2 separate regions of the Mus musculus genome follow, and region 2 is linked to region 1. A link is a contact called in public HiChIP or PLAC-seq data. All regions are on one chromosome and are shown on one strand. The core of a region is the stretch at or near the end of the contact, and the rest is flanking DNA. Distances in the headings are between cores, read along the strand shown. Region 1 overlaps Cog6 (component of oligomeric golgi complex 6). Region 2 overlaps Frem2 (Fras1 related extracellular matrix protein 2).

Region 1 (3,874 bases), core at 782-3,281:
TTTATCAGTGTGAACGCGCCTGAGTATGTGTATACCTGTGTGAATGTACATGAGTGTATGCATTTGTGAGTTTGTGTATGTGTGTATTCACGTGTGTAACTGTGTCTGAGTGTGCATGTGAATGTGTGTGTGTGCATGCTGGGTAGTGCTAGGGATGGAACACAGAACTGCATGCATGCCAGGCAAGCATCCTACTGCTGCTCCAACTGGAGCTGTTCACTTGAAAACCATAACCTGAAGGTTCCATGAGTCTCTTGCAGAGGAATAACACACACACTGAAATCCTACTTATCACCTCAGGGAAAAGCACAGGTTTAGAGCAGGAGCCGGCAGTACAAAGTCTGTGCTTCACATCTGTCGCCACGCCTGCTTCTCTGCCACAATAGGAACCAAACTCGGAAAATAAAGAAATTCTAAACTGTGCTGGTGACGTGACTGAGGCCTGATAGAAGATTCCAGTACACGATAAATCCTGGGAGAACTCATAAAAGGAGCACACACTCAGGAGCTGTGACTGGGCTCCAACTGAACGTCAAGAGAGCAAAGCTGTTACCTAGGACATTCTCACCACACAGTAAGCCATGGGCAGCCCTGCCTAAGGAAATCCCACTTGAAATGTCTTGTTACGCACTTACCATTGCAGCCTTCAGCGCCACAGCATCCAGGTTGGGCATATTGGCTAAAGAACCCTAGAAGAAAGTTATAAAAATGGTTCATTAGAAGATTGCCCAAGTTCAGAAAAATCACATAGTTGTTTCCAAAGAAAAGCGGCTTCTCGTAACTACAGTAAGAGTAGGGCGGTGACTGAGGAGCAAAGGCGCAAGTTATCAACAACGGAAACACCACCACCCTTGAGATGTACTCGGAGCAAGGAAAGGAAAGTGACAAGCACTTGGAGGCTGCGGCCAGGTGTGGAGGCTGCTGCCCTCCAAGCGAGCAGAGAACAGCGAAGTTGCACTGTCAATCCATTTCAGAAAAATTAGAGAACAAAAGCTGCTAATTCTTTGCTTAATTTTTAAGGCAGGATGGTACTTTGTATTAGGGTTTCCCATCACCCCAGGACCTATTAGTACTGGGGTTCTGTTCTGTAAGATTATTTCAGTTCAGAACATTTTTCTTTACTGATCTGCTAAGTTAGATGGAGGATTATATTACTTGTCTAGCAATCCATACATTCATTTGGTTGAAAATAAAATGGGACTTTAAAAATCCATCAGTATGAACATTGCATACACTTTGTAACACCAGTTTCTCTGTCTTCGCATCTTGTGACACTAATTCCTAAATATTCTCATTACTTTTCACCAATAATTATTCTCATTCTCAGGCGTTCTCCTAGCCCTGACAGTCACTGTACTTAGCCTGTCTCAGCGCAGGACATGAACACAGAAGACAGCTAATCCGTAGCAGGGCCACGATTAAACTCTAGAGTCATCTCTAGAAGCCACCCCAGCTGCCCCTTTGCCAGGCCAAGTGGTACGCACCTGATCAGGTCTATGTTGCTGTATAGTGTTGTAGATGTAGCTCAAGCCAACTCTAGTTAAAACATAAGAGGCTTGCTCATTGATAAGAGTGTCCAGATGGGCTTCAATCTACAATAAAGCACAGCAGAAGAAGCACTTAGAAGAGAACTATCAGTAAGAGCAGAGCACACTGGGCCGGCGGGCGGCCATCATGGACCTGACAGGCAGCCTCCGTCTGTCCGAGACAGCTGCTGCTTCCCTTAGTTACAACTAACCAACAGTTCCAGGGCTGGCCACTAGCTAGGAAATATGGGTGCCTGTTCTCTCAGCTGTTTCAAAAGCAGAACTCGGAAGTCGTCACAACCATGTGAAATAAATTACTCAGGGAGAACGAGGCCTTGAAGGCTACATCCTGAGCCTGCCTCCCTCCCTTCCCTGGACAGCCCAATCTCCGAAGAACCTTGGTGAGAATCGGCGCTGCAGCTGAGAAATGAGGCACCTGCAGGAAAGCGCCCCAATAAAAGGAAGCTGCTCTTCCCACTTGCCAGCCTCCCCCTTCCCTTACACACCACGAAGCGTCCCCAATTTTACAATCTGTCAACTACACAGAGCACCACCAACTCCCGTCTCTGCGCTATGTCAAAGCCTGCCTAGTTCAAGCCACTCCAGCACCAGCCTTCCTCCCACCAAGAAGCCTCCCACGTTCTTCTTTTTCATGTAAATACCCAAGGAAGCATAACTAAGGGTCCTTACTTCCTGGATTTACTGAAACCTAAAAAAAATAGTTCGTTCAAATGTAAGCGTTTAATGAAAGTGAAAAAGAAGACAGTGCTGACAGCCAAGTCAGTGAACTGAAAAAGAAAGAGACAGAAAATATCAAAGAAATGAGACAAAGAGTCGCACAGTAAACTGGAGAAGAGACCCATGATATAAAATGAAACAAAGATAGGATCTGCAGAGTGTAAGAGAGTAACACACAGAGAGATGACAGATAGACAGACAGACAGTCAGACAGAGTGAAAAGTTTGAATCTTTGAACGGAAATGGCTCTCAAATGTTTATGATGGGAATAATCGGAAAAAAGAAATACCTAATATGTTGTGGAGAAGTAACTGAACCCAAAGAAAAATCCTTACAGGCTTCTAGGTGGACAGAGCCTGTTATTCCAGGAGGCTCAGACTTGCCTGATCTTAGCAGCAGTGCTGGGGAAAGCTAGATGACAGCTGGAGAGGAGTGAGGTGATGGTGGGATCTGGAGCCTCAACCCAACAACACAAACTGTAGCTGGAGGATCCCATGAACCTCAGTCTAGCTTTACCCCTGTATGTCTCTAGAAGTGTGTGTGCAGAGTCCAGCGCACACATCATACGTGGTGGGGAGCATAGAGACTCTGGACAAACTAACAAACTCCATCTAACAGATACGGAACTTTGTGCCATGCAGAAAATGTACAGAACTGCAGACAAGCATGTAACTGCTGGTAATGCAAAATAATGAACATTTTAAGGAAATAGATCTGAGACAAGTGGCAGAGAATTGGGGTTGACTTAGAAACAAATATGCAAAACATACTTATGAAGTATGGAAATTAATCATTCTCCCTTACATGGCTCAGTTATCAGCACTGAAAAGAGGAGAGACTCTTCAGAAGGCCATCTCCTGCCTCAGACTATAGTGTAGGTCAAGAAGGCCAAAGTGACCATGAGGCAGGAGGACGAGGTCGTGAGGAATAGAAGACACAGATAAGCATGAGGGGCTGAGGGTGAAGCAGCAGGAGAGGGCATGGGGTGGGGACAGGAGGACGAGGTCGTGAGGAATAGAAGACACAGATAAGCATGAGGGGCTGAGAGTGAAGCAGCAGGCAGCAGGAGAGGGCATGGGCTGGGGACAGGAGGAACAGAGGAGAGGGCAGTGGACAAGCACACATGCACTCATGCAGATGCTATCCTGAAGCCCATTATTTGTGTGCTAAGCTAAAAGGTATTAAAAACTGGATCCTCTCCAAAACCTTAAGTGTCACACACCAGAATTTAGAGCTGCCAATGTACATTCCAAAGGAAATGAGTGTACAAATAGGTGAATGGGAGACACTAGTTCACAACTGTGCCTTTGTACAGCAAACTCCAACATTATTAAGATGTTATTATTATTGATCCTCCTCAAGTATTTTTAAAAGAGTTAGAAATTAGAAAATTTACATATATAAAAGCTACTTCTCAGAAAAACACAAAGCAACAAATCAAACTTACTATATTCACTACTAAAGTGTTCGTGCTTTTTATAATAGAACATTCGGGGTCTTTGCTTCAGCCTTGTTCCCTTGAACGCTGCACTACCAGTCAGTGCATCAGTACCCAAGTGTTAGTTAGGTAACTTACAGATGGCTCTGACTCAGCCATCATTCAGTTTTTG
Region 2 (3,874 bases), core at 798-3,297, 520 kb after region 1:
GCTGATCAGCTTAAATACCTCTCAGGTCCAGATCTATGAATGAATTGGCCGTTCCCAACATCTACCCCATCCATGAGTGCATGAATGGGGCTGGTCCTACAGATCCAAACCTACAGGATCTCCATGATACAGAGCAACATCAAGATATCCAAGAGGAGTCCCAGTGAGGTTCCAATACTGATAGTGTAGCAGAAGCCGGAAGCCTTGTACCAGTGAAAGGACTCCTTGCAATGACCATTTGCAAGCAAGGAAATGTAAACAAAAGGGTATACCATGAGACACACTCACATACTACAGCTTCCACGAGGAGATTTTTTCTTTTTCTCTGTTGGAGGTTGCAAGGATGGAGGATGGGTACGAGAGGAGGGGGAGACTGGGGAATATGCTGTTCATGAAGAACAAATAAAGGTTCTTTTTTTAAAAATGCAAACTATGATTCTGCATTTAATTCCCAGATTGTCACTTTCATAATCCTCCTCCCAGAAACAGTTGGACTCCCAGCACCCAAGTGTGAGAAAATGCTCGCTGTTTGATTTGGTCTTGAGACAGTCTCTCTATTGCTCTGGCTGACCTGAAACCCACTATGCAGACCCACCTGCCTCTGCTTCCCCAGTCCTGGCATTAAGGTTAAGGGCATGCACCATCACAGCCAGCCATATTCCTATTAAATTTTATTTTAATGTTATTTTTGAGACAGTAGCTGTCCACACAGCCTGGCTATCCTGGAACTCACAATGGAGACCTGGCTGGCCTTAAACTCATAAAGATCCCTTTGCTGCTGCTGCCTCCTGAGTGCTGAGATTGAAGGTGTGAGTCGCCATGCCTGGCTTTACATGGGTTTAAATGTTAACTTTGAAACGGCTGTGCTGGGAAAGAGTTTATAGTAAGGTGGCTGGATAGAACTTTTTGCTTCGCACAGGCGCTTCCTTGATTCTGAGCATACACAGAGTCCTTACAAATGACAGGCTGTGGGGGCAGGGAGGGGGGAGGGCAGCAGACGTCATACTAGGCTTGCTTTGAGGTTAAAAAAGAAAGAGTGGAATCTAATGATAATGTTCTAAGAAGTTTCATTGTGGGACACAGATAGATACACACATGGCCCTGTTTGCTTGTCTAGAAGAAGCTCTGTTCACCTCCCTCCAAAGACAGAGCCTTACTTGATTACCAGTTGCCTGAGGGCAGGGTGAGTGGCCTGGTTTCTAGCCGTTAGTCAGAATGGATGATCAAGAGGACAGTGCTGGTGGGGGCTGTGACTCTCCCTATGTGGGAGACTGAGGCAGGAAGACTGAAAGTTCAAGGCCAGCCAGAGCGAAAGAGCAAGTTCACAGCTAGTCTGGGCTAAACAGTATCAAGCCAAAACCTTAAGAAAGGGTTGTACTGTAGATCAGAGGTAGTGCCACCCACCGTGTATGTGTGAGTCGTAGGTACCATCCCCAGTACTGAACACTGTATTGTGTATATTTTCCTGTGAAGCCATTGCTCCAGTCCTGTTATTCATGGGTTTTAATGTTTTGTTGCTTGTATGCTTAGGAGGGCCACTGATGCTAACATTTATCTTTGCTTTTAATACCAACCAAATGTTGGTCTTTATCAGGAGGTTTGGAGGAAGTCAAGAACTAGAGTTGACTGCCTATTCTCTATGGGAAATTACTTCGAGTATTTGTTCTCAAAATATCATAATATTAAAAAAACAAAATACTGAAAACAAAGACTTACTTTATTTAAAAAACATTTTTTTTTCTTATTGAAAAGATTTTTAAAACGATTACTGTATTTTAAGCCACATATTTAGTAAATAGATACTTTTAAAATTATGAAAAAAAAATACCAGTAAGAGGAGGAAGAAGAGATGGGAGAGAGAGAAAGAATACTGACATTTCCTATTGCAGGAGGCTAGGCTTATCTTGTACTTAATATAACATCTAACTTATAGACAATAGCTTCAATAGAACAATGCACAGCCGAGTGAGATTTGGCATAGACGCATCCTGGTCACAATATATGATAATGTGCCATTCGTTGCTATATTCACTTCCTGAGCTGAAGGCCACAGGGCAGTCAGGCTTGGAAGTGCTCAACCACTAGAAACAGCAAGCCAGTTGAGAACAATTGCTCTGACTATCTTCAGAAGATGAACTGAAAGCTAAGCAGTGGAAGTTCCTATACTGTTGGCAACATGGTCATTCCCAAATTCTGAGGTAGCCAAACATGGAGCTAAGGGTCTGCTGGAGGTAAAACAAAGAAAGGATGATAATGAACCACTCCATCTGATAAGTGGACCCCTGGGCTGACAACGCTTTCTGCCCCTGTGAGTCAGTCCCCTGGGGGACACTTGTGCTATAGATAGGACTCGCTAAGCTCCCCAACAGAAGGGTGCTACAGTGTGTCTCATCTCTTGAAAGACACTGGATGGAGAGGGAAGCAGGCAACAGGCATTTCTCCTTCAGGACCAGTGCAGCTTCCCTTTCTCAGTCAAGATATGGTTGGTATTCACAGGCACCTACTGATAGACAGGCTGGCACTCACAGGCACCCACTGATAGACAGGCTGGCACTCACAGGCACCCACTACTCACTGATAGACAGGCTGGCACTCACAGGCACCCACTACCCACTGATAGACAGGCTGGCACTCACAGGCATCCACTACCCACTGATAGACAGGCTGGCACTCATAGGCACCCACTACCCACTGATAGACAGGCTGGCACTCACAGGCACCCACTCCCCACTGATAGACAGGCTGGCACTCACAGGCACCCACTGATAGACAGGCTGGCACTCACAGGTTGATACCCACTGACATACAGGAATGACCTGAGATGAAGTTTGCTTCCGAGTATCTCCATTCTACCAGGATGGTTCAGCTTGGCCAGGGTGTGGCTGAAGCGTGAGGGGCTTCATGCAGCCTTTGAGGGCTATGTGAAGGCATTCATTTTGGTATAAATGTATTCACTGGGTTTTAGGAAATGGCCATTACTCTGCTGAAGTGTTCCTGTTCTAAACAGAATTTCTAACATACTCTTCTGAAGAGGTTTTTACACAGTGAACGATCAAAGTGACAGAACACAGATAAGGTCCCAGAGGGCAACCTCATAGCACCGGCTCGCTGAACTGGGGGAGGCCAGACAGAGATGTTCTCTTCCTGGATCACTGAAGAGAATGATTGACAGCCATGGCCACCTCCAAGTCAATTTCTGGAGTGACATGTCTAGAGAGATTCCCATTATTTAGAGCAGATTTTAGCCTAATACAATTTCCTGTGGCTGATATAAGCTCCGGATGGTGTCGTGCGGCTGTTCCTCTAAGACTAATCTCATTTGCCATCACTGTTCTAGAAAACGCGCCCAAGAGGCATTCTGGTGGTCCAAAGCATGTTAATAAATATCACTCTCACCCTTCACCATTGGTAAAGCTGTTTCTCACTATGCACGGGTTCAATACTGTAAACATCTAGGCTCAGTTCTTGAGAACCTTGTCGTGTGGCGAATCTAACTCTATGGTGTCTCTTTGCCGGCACGTCTACAACTCTCTTGCTTCACACCAAGGCTGGGTTATCAGTGAGGCCGATTAACGAGAGCCTGGCTGCAAATATATCCCGAAGACGTTAGTCTCTTAAAAATCCGTTTCCAGAATTAATATATTCTTTGGTTTAAGTGAATGTTAAATAAGCAAGTGAGACAAAGGAGGTCTGAGGGGAATGAGAAGCAATTCAGATCCAAACAAATTTTCCTTTTTTTCTAGTCATTCCTTCTATGTTTTCCCATCAGTAAGAGGTGATTCGTGGGTTGAACTAGCCCTGGTCATGACTTCATGTTGTCTTCACGGATTAGACAACTTGTCATTTCCGTGTGTTTGTCACGCTTCGGGCCTAC

What was found. HiChIP or PLAC-seq counts read pairs in DNA pulled down with a chosen protein or histone mark.
Region 2: a contact with region 1 is called in an H3K27ac HiChIP or PLAC-seq map of large pre-B cells, with 7 times the contacts expected there. The contact joins two enhancer-like sites. A contact is called at or near these places in 1 of 15 datasets of contacts at CTCF or cohesin (large pre-B cells), 1 of 115 datasets of contacts at active chromatin or transcription factors (large pre-B cells) and 1 of 9 other capture datasets (embryonic stem cells).

Annotation. Positions count from the first base shown.
Region 1 is chr3:52,988,475-52,992,348 of GRCm38.p6, forward strand. It overlaps Cog6 (component of oligomeric golgi complex 6), which reads right to left. Exons shown (of 19, transcript NM_026225.3): 16 at 1,485-1,592; 17 at 636-689. Among named protein-coding and RNA genes, the nearest start is that of Cog6, 27 kb to the right of the region's middle. Within about 2 kb of position 2,032, at least 41 of the 459 cell types and tissues checked have an H3K27ac peak or open chromatin away from gene starts, as enhancers often do.
Region 2 is chr3:53,512,239-53,516,112 of GRCm38.p6, forward strand. It overlaps Frem2 (Fras1 related extracellular matrix protein 2), which reads right to left. Exons shown (of 24, transcript NM_172862.3): 24 at 1,700-3,874. Among named protein-coding and RNA genes, the nearest start is that of Stoml3, 25 kb to the left of the region's middle. Within about 2 kb of position 2,048, at least 12 of the 459 cell types and tissues checked have an H3K27ac peak or open chromatin away from gene starts, as enhancers often do.